Regions from separate parts of the Sus scrofa genome. Here region 2 is linked to region 1. Evidence: chromatin contacts called from public HiChIP or PLAC-seq data. All regions are on one chromosome and are shown on one strand. Each heading gives the region's core, a stretch centred on a gene start, on an enhancer-like site or on the middle of the called end of the contact. The rest is flanking DNA. Distances are from core to core; before and after follow the strand shown. Region 1 holds the start of CHKA (choline kinase alpha). Region 2 holds the start of ACY3 (N-acyl-aromatic-L-amino acid amidohydrolase (carboxylate-forming)).

Region 1 (4,088 bases), core at 470-2,969:
TATTTTACAGATGGATGATGTCACTGAGGACTTTCAGGCCTAACTAAACACGGTAGTTTGGGAGAGAATTTCATAAAAAAAAAAAAGTTTCCTTAGGCAATTCAGGGATTATCAGAACACCGAGGGCTTCTTTCTTTCTACCTTTGACCTCCACTGCTCCTAAGCATACCTATAAGAGGCCAGAGGCACAAAAATAAAGTGAAGCCCAGTTAATTTTGCTGCAGTTGCAGCTCCGGAGAAAGGCTGGGCACAGAAAAAGGAATCAAATGACTAAAACAGCATCTGAGGATTATCAGTGGCAGTCAGCCAGCGCCTCGACACTGCACTCAACCTGGTCAGCCCATTAGAAGAAAACGAGCAGAAAAAGACAACACATATTTGAAGGGCTGAATGGAAGGAAGGCTCCTACATGGTGAGGGGTGATGTCACAGGTGCAGTACCACAAAAATCAAGTTTATGTTTTCCTTAAGAAATCTGAATAGGTACACACCTACTTTTTTTTGTAATTTAAACTTATGATTGATTTTTTAAGCCTAAACGAGGGGGGGGGGTGATTTTTCTACCTTACTCCTAGTAACTTCTGGAGCCACACATCCTAATTTTGGCTAGTAACACACCTACACGTCTGAACAGTGTCAGTGGGGAAGGAGCGAATGTCACCCCTTCACCACCAACAAATGTCTCTTTCAGTGGGAAAAAAAAAAGAAATTCAAATCATGGACTTGAGCAACTAGAAGTCAAAGTTACCAAGGCATATTTTTTTAAGCCTGCCACAACATCCCTCCTTCATTCAGGGCCCTAAACCGCAAAAACACTTGCATATTTTCAGGCTCTCTACAAAAAGTACTTTGTGATCCATCAGTATTGTCCTCCTGAGAAGAGACCTGTTTTCCCACGAAACCGGTATTTTTTCAACAGCCTGCCTTCCGGAGGGTCTTGGTGGCCGCGGGGCCCGTTGCGCGGGACTGGGCTCGGATTTCACAAGGGCTCGGGAAAGGTGCCTTTCGAGGGCCGCGCTGCCCCCCGCCCGGCCCGCGCCCCCGTGCCCGGCCCGGCCTCCCGCCCCGCCCCCGGCCAGCGTCACCTGACCGCAGCCGCGCAGCCCGCCCGCCCGCCCGCCCCGCGCGCGGCCGCCACCGACCTGATGACACTGATGTGGAACTGGTCCTCGCGGAGGCCCCGCCAGGCGCCGGGCAGGAACTCCTTGCACCACAGATAGGCCCTGCGCCGCGTCCGGGGCTCGGGCTGCTCGTCCGCCGGCGGCGGCGGCGGCGGGGGCAGCGGCAGCGGCGGCGGCGGCGGCGGGGGCAGCGCGAGCGGCGGCTGCCGCCCGCCCAGCTGCTTGGGCTCCGGGTCACTGGCGGCGTCGCGCTGCTGCCCCACGCCGGGCCCCGGGGCCGCGCTGCCGCTGCCGCAGCTCAGCAGCAGCCCGAGCGGCGAGGGCTCCGCCTCGCCCCCGTTGCAGAACTTGGTCTTCATGCCGGGCAGGCGGCCGAGGAGGCGCGGTCGGCCGCAGCGAGAGAGGGCGAGGCTCAGGGTCCGGCCGGACGGCCCCCTCCCGGAGGCCGAGCGTGGAGGCCGCTCACCCGCTTGCTGACGGGCAGGCCGGGGGCGGCGGCGGTGCGGAGGCAGCGAGCGGCGGACGGCGGTAGCTCTCGGCTGGACCTGCTCGCCGTGGCGCTCGCTCCTATACCGCCGCCGCACGAGGACCGCCGGCCGCGTCACAGCCCGCCCTCGGGCTCGCCGCTGATTGGCCGCCGCCCGCCGGCCCAGCGCATCACAACCGCCTCCGCCCTCGCCACGCCGCCTCCCCATTGGCTGCGGCGGCAGCACACCGCCCCCGCCCCCACCCCGACCCGGGTGCGGCGGCCGCGGGAGGCGGGGCCTTGCGGGAGGCGGGGCGTGGAGCGGGACCCGGGGCGCCGGGGATGGAGAAAGCTAACGTGGTGTGGGGGCTCCCCGAGGGCGGGCAGGCGGGGTGGCCCTGAGCCTCAGAGGAGCCCGAGCTTGACCTTGGAGGCTGCAACTGTGCTTGAACCCCTCGAAACCTGCAAGACATCAGAGGCGGGGGCCTGGCGGGGGGGGGACAGGCAGGAAGCTGGTGCCAGGAGGCTGGCTTCTCTCTCCGCGTGACCTTGGGGCGAGGCACCTCCTTCTGCAGCTCCATATGTGTGTTTTTATAACATTTAACAGCGCCGGTTCAGCTCCCTGGGAGGCGCGACCACGCCCTGTCCTAGCTGGAGCCTGAGAAATTATTGTTCCCAGGTCAAAAAGAGAGAAGAGGCGACTGGTTCAAGGCCGCACAGCCGGCCCAGCCCTGTGACGGCTTCTGCAGCCTCAGTTTCCCTGTCCGTGGTGCTGAGGACGCCGGGGCCTCGAACCTTGGGGCGAGCGGGGCGGCATCCCCGCAGCCTCCCTGAACACTGGCCAAAGGTGAGTGCTGCGGCCTGCTGGCTTTGTGGATGCCGCCCCGTCCGCCCGCCCCCGCGCAGGAGGCAGCCCCCTGACTGTGACTGAAGCACCTTTGCCCGCGGAGGCGGGTGCGAGGGCCCCCTGCTCCATTTATCACGTTTACCACCCCAGGTCCCTCACTCAGCTCGCACCCCGCCGCCCCAGTCCTTTCTGAAAGTAAATGGAGTAGGGATACATTTGAAAATGACAGATCCTCTTTTACTGGCCATGAGCTGGGACTAGAGGAGGTTCCCCTGGCTGCTTCGGAAATTCAGGGCCTAGCATACAGGAAACGGCTTCTGTGAGGGGATTTCACAGTGCTGGGGAAGAAAACAGGTCTGCTAAGCAGCGGGTACTTGGCTGAACTTGCTCCAAGAAAAATGGGCTTATTGAACAAAAGGATTGTGATGAAAGGGGGCTTTTGTCCAGACAGCTGTGGAGGTGGGCCTGGACATTGAACTGGAGGGAGCTGGGAGCCGTCCAGAGGCTTTGGAGAGAGGCCGCGGAGACCAGTCCCGTTGGATGCTGGAAACGCTGAGAAATCAAGGTCTTCAGTCAGGCTATTTAGATAAGGGAGCCAAGGACTTTGTCTAAAAATACCAGCCTTGAGAAGGCGGGGCTGTATCTGTGGCCTGTCCAGGTGAGGGGCCTTTGTCCCACTGTCCCGTGGCAGCAGCCCAGTAACCTCAGAGGAATGCCAGATCCCTGGTGGGGATAAGTGGGCGCTGGAAATAAGGATTCAGCCTCTGGCATCTGAGGTAACTCTGGCTCTGCAGGTTTGGGCTCTTAGAACCCACAGGCCCCTTTAGGGGATCGCAGTTCCCTGCGGGAATGAGAAGTTGCCTCGTTAAAGGTTTTGAAGAGTTACATCTGATATTGCTTCCATCAAATGGATGTGGAGACTGAGCCCTGCGGAGGCTGAACGACTTGGCTCAGGGTACTGGGCTAAGGTGAGGAGCAAGGCAGTCGTCTTGGCTCCTTTGCAGAGTACCAAGTCCAAATGGGTACAAAACTTCCCTCCCCTACAGTCAAACTAAAGTTGGACCTGGCTCTCCCTAGCCCATCCCTGGCTTGGCCAACCAGGGCCCACTCTTAGCATTGGGGTGGTCAGTTCCATGCAATTCCGTGGCAGAGGCTGAGGAAGCTTAGCATCTAATAAAGCTAACAATTACGTTTAACCTTAGTTCGAGCTGGCCTTTGAACGGTTGAGAGGCCGTCTCTACCCGCAGTCAAGAGCCTCAGGCTGCTTACCTCTGCATGGGCATAGTAACAGCCACTTTCCAGAGTCGTCCGTGAGGAGGTACACAGCACACAGGAGGTGCTATCCAAAGGAGAAATCCAGGATAAATATGCCCGTGACCCTTGAGGTAGCAACCCCATCCCCACATTTCCTCCCAAGAAAAGAAGTCATTAGAAGTAAAAAAAAAAAAAGGAGTTCCCGTCGTGGCGCAGTGGTTAACGAATCCGACTAGGAACCATGAGGTTGTGGGTTCGGTCCCTGCCCTTGCTCAGTGGGTTAACAATCCGGCGTTGCCGTGAGCTGTGGTGTAGGTTGCAGACGCGGCTCGGATCCCGTGTTGCTGTGGCTCTGGCGTAGGCTGGTGGCTACAGCTCCGATTCAACCCCTAGCCTGGGAA
Region 2 (4,088 bases), core at 936-3,435, 140 kb before region 1:
CTGGGACCGGGGGTGAGAAACAGCTGAAGCAAGGGTGGGATGAGGAGGAAGAGAATGGAGGGCGCACCCTCCTCCCTCTGCCTTCCTGGGGGGGGCAGGCGGGGGACCCAGGGGACGGACAGCAGATGCCCACCTGGAGCACGTGCAGGTGGCAAGCCCTGGGGATTGAAGCCAAGCAGGGGAGGCGCCCTCACCATCCCCTCTGCCCCCTTCCGCACCCTTCTCTGCTGTCCTCTGGGGAGCCAGGGCCACCTGGCGTGGTGGCACAGGTGCATGGCATAAACGTTGTGGGTGCCGCCCAAGATGAGGCCGTGGTGTTGTGAAAGACACATGAAATAGAAGGCCCAGGTGTTCCTGTTGTGGCTCAGTGGGTTAAGAACCCAGCTGGTATCCATGAGGATGCAGGTTCGATTCCTGGTCTTGCTCAGCGGGTTAAGGTTCTGGTGCTGCCGTGAGCTGCAGCGTAGGCCACAGATGCAGCTCAGGTCTGGCATGGCAGTGGCTGTGGTGTAGGCTGGTGGCTACAGCTCCAGTTCAACCCCTAGCCTGGGAATTTCCATGCACAGCACATGTGACCCTAAAAAGAGAAAGAAAGAAGAAAGCCGGGGGCGGGGGGGGGGGAGAAAGAGAGAGAGAGAAAGGAAGGCAAGAAGGAAGAGAAGGCCCAGCCTGAGCCCCAGCAGCCGGTTCATTTCTTGGGCCTTTGTCATCTCCAATGTGTCATTCAGAGTGGCCCTGGCAGGCACCAGCGGTCTCTGTCGGTGACAGAGGTTCAGTGGAGAGGGAGGCAGCCTCTTGCTGAAGGCAGCCACTGAGACCCTGCAGCAGCAGCTTACGGGCTCATGGGGGCGCCGTAAACCCTAGGTCTGGCCCTAAACCCTCAGCCTGGCCCTGCCCACCTGCCTTGTCAGCTCTCACACCTCCAAGCCCCGCGCTGGCCTCACCTTCAACCTTGAGCCTGCTGCCCGGTCTCTGGAAGCTCCTTCTTTCCTCTCTTCACCTGGTTAATTCATACTCACCTCCCCTTTTTTTTCTTTTTCGGCCTCCCTGTGGCATAGAAGTTCCTGGGCCAGGGATCAGATTTGGATCCTTTAACCCATGGTGCCAGGCCTGTGTCCTGAACCTGTGTCCTGTTGCCGCAGAGGCATCACCGATCCCATTGCGCACAGTGGGAATTCCTAGACTCACCCTTTGAGGCTTGGCTGAGATCCCGCCTCCTTCAGGAAGCCTTCCCTGACTGCCCCTGGCCAAGTTATATCCTTGCCCTCACCTCTGCATTTAGCCTCCTGGTTTGTGGCTGTTGGGTCCATCCTCTGTCTCTTGCAATAAGCTGAGGACAGCGCCTTGGTTCGATTCCCCATTCTCTCACCCGAGCTGGCCAGAGCTCGGCTCAGAGAGACGCTGGGCCAGTGTCCATTGAAGGCAGGTGTAAACAGTGGTTGGGTAAACACAGCCGGTGGGGCTGACCTGAGGCAACCCCAGGGTCTAGAGAACACAGAGGAGGGCCCATCTCAGCCTGGGATCAGGAAGGTCTTCCTGGAGGAGGTGGCATCAATCGGGATTTCTCTAAACTGAAAATGGAGAAATGGGCATTGCAGGCAGAGGAATGCCCCCTGAGGAAGGAGCTGACGAGGATGTGGTCAAGGTTACTGCCCACTTGGCACCAGATGGCTGTGACCCCTGGCTTGGCTGGCACAGGCATGGAGGCGAAGCTGGGTTTCTGCAGCTCCCCTGGGGCCGGAAGCAGTGCTGGGTCAGGTAGACCCCGGCCATCTCATTGCCATGGGTGCCCGGGGTCACTGCCACTTGGCGCAGGGCCTCTCAGGGCACCAGCAGCGAGCCCATCATGGTGTGAGGTGACGCCACTGGTGGGTGGGCCTGCAACCTCGGAGAGAGCTGGGCTGGCAGTGGTGAGCTGCCTGAGGCTGGAGGAGCCCAGGCCAGGCAGGGTGGCTGGATGTCAGCTCGGCTTTGTCCCCCCTGCCCCTCAGTGGCCCAGGTGCCAGCTTGGTCCCTCCTGCAGCCCCTCTGTTAGCATCCTTCCCTCGCGGGTGAGCACTGCCCACCCCCATCTTAGGAAACCACTTCCCTGCTCCCTTTGGAGAGAAGGAGTTTCTTTCTCCAAGTTTAGAAAAGGGGCCCAGACTTGGGGAGACGGATGGCACTCCCTTAGCAGAGGGCCGTGCTCCTGTTTTACAGATGCGGATGCGGGCGCGGCTGCGGAGCGGGCAGTGTCACGGGAGCTGGCTGTGGAGTGTCGGGTTCCAGGCGACTCCGGCTCCCTCCGGCCCATCCCTTGTGCTCCTCTGAGCTGGTGCTGGGGCCTTAGGGAGGGGCCGTAGGGTCTCAGCTTCCTGGGCTGAGCTGGGCATCTCCCAGACTGATGGGTATTTATGGGCCAGGAGATCCCAGGGCAGGAAGTGTTTGTGCTGAGTTGGTGGAGAGGAGGGGACGGGCGGGATAGGGGTGGGGGGGACTGAAATCCACCCAGAGGAGCTGCTGGGGTCCCTGCTGGTTCTACCTCACACAGCTGTCATAGGCCAGCGAGTCCAGGTCTTGCAGCCAGGCTCCCGCCCTTGCCCTTGGCCCCTCCTCTGGGAATCAGAACATCCGCACCTCTGGGGGGGGGGGGCGCTTCCCTGGGGAGATGCGCATGGCCTTGGGAAATTACTTGCAGTGACTCTTTAAAGCTTCAGATGGGAGTTCCCACTGTGGCTCAACGGGATCCGTGGCATCTCTGCAGCACCAAGATGTAGGTTCGATCCCCAGCCCAGCACAGCGGGTTGCATGATCCGATGAGGGCGGCAACTGCAGCTCAGATCTGATCCTTGGCCTGGAAACTCCATACGCCAAGGAGCAGCCAAAAAAGGATCCCTGGCCTGAGAATGCCATACGCCTGGGGGCAGCCAAAAATGGAAAAAAGGGGGGGCTCCTAACCCCCACTGGCTCTGACAGCCCTCCCTGACAGGCTGTGTGACTTGGGGAGAGTCAGTGGCCCTCTCTGGGCCTTGACTCCTGCCTGTGAAATGGGGGCGAGGCTCCCTCCTGGGCCCAGGGAGCCGTGAGAAGCGAGGGGCAAAGGGTGGGGCAAGCTTGGAGAACAGGCATGCGCAGAGCAGACCCTGGTGTGACCGAGGGTGGCGGCGTCCTGAGTACCACGGGGTCCAACTTCTTCACTGCAGGTGGGGAAACCGAGGCCCGGGAGGGCCAGGACCTGGACCAACCCATCTAATTGGAAGGCTTGTCTCGGGAGAGCCGCGTGAGCTGGGAGCCAGACCCAGGGTCTCTGGAGTGGCTTTGGGACCCTCTGTCCGGTGGTCCACCGTCCTGACCAATTGACTCCCCCTCCTGCTGGCCCCTCCCAGCGCCCTCATCACATCGCCTGTTCCTCCGTGCACCCCGGAACCACCCTGCCCCTCCTCCCTGCTGGCCTGGTGTCCTAGGGTCGGGGTGGGAGGAGGACTTACCCATATTGTTATTTTTCTTAAAGGCCCACTCTGGACAGTGGAACCAGCACCTATGGCTGAAGCGGTGCCCTGAGCCCTGAGAGACCCCAGGACTACCCCCGAGCCTCAGGGCAGCAGTGTGCCATGATTGCTGGATGGGAAGAAGCTGCTGTCACAAACCTTGGGGCTGTGACAGAGCCCTGGGAAGCTCTGGGAGATGTGTGGCCAGGGGGAACTGCAGCCAGGGCCTCGGCCCAATGCTGGCTCAGTGCGCATGAGCGTCTGGACCCCACTGTGTCTCGGGGTGGGAGCCCCTGGCCCCAGACACAAATGATCCCATCTGACACGCTCACCAACTGTAAGAAGTAGGTGGGAACCTCATTCTGCAAGACACGGAGACAGAGGCTCAGAGAATTTAAGGGGCTTTGCCCGAAGGCACACAGTCACAATATGCCAGTGGAGCGATGCAAGCCCAAGCTTTTCGGTGGTGGAGCACCCACAGGGATGCGTAGGGCGCTGGGTGAGCCAGCTGAGGGCAAGACCACACACACAAGCTCGTTTCGTCCTCACCAGATCCCTGCGAAGCTGGTTCTGACAACCCGAGTCCACACAGCCCGTATGTGGCAGAGCCAGGCCACAAAC

The links. HiChIP or PLAC-seq counts read pairs in DNA pulled down with a chosen protein or histone mark.
Region 2: a contact with region 1 is called in an H3K27ac HiChIP or PLAC-seq map of alveolar macrophages. The contact joins the promoter of ACY3 here to the promoter of CHKA in region 1. A contact is called at or near these places in 1 of 47 Hi-C or Micro-C datasets (liver) and 1 of 2 datasets of contacts at active chromatin or transcription factors (alveolar macrophages).

Annotation. Positions count from the first base shown.
Region 1 is chr2:4,786,139-4,790,226 of Sscrofa11.1, reverse strand. CHKA (choline kinase alpha) reads right to left here and starts at 1,719. Exons shown (of 13, transcript XR_002341423.1): 1 at 1,142-1,719.
Region 2 is chr2:4,930,933-4,935,020 of Sscrofa11.1, reverse strand. ACY3 (N-acyl-aromatic-L-amino acid amidohydrolase (carboxylate-forming)) reads right to left here and starts at 2,185. Exons shown (of 9, transcript XM_021083255.1): 1 at 1,749-2,185; 2 at 1,526-1,746; 3 at 627-860; 4 at 1-23. The coding sequence starts at 1,848.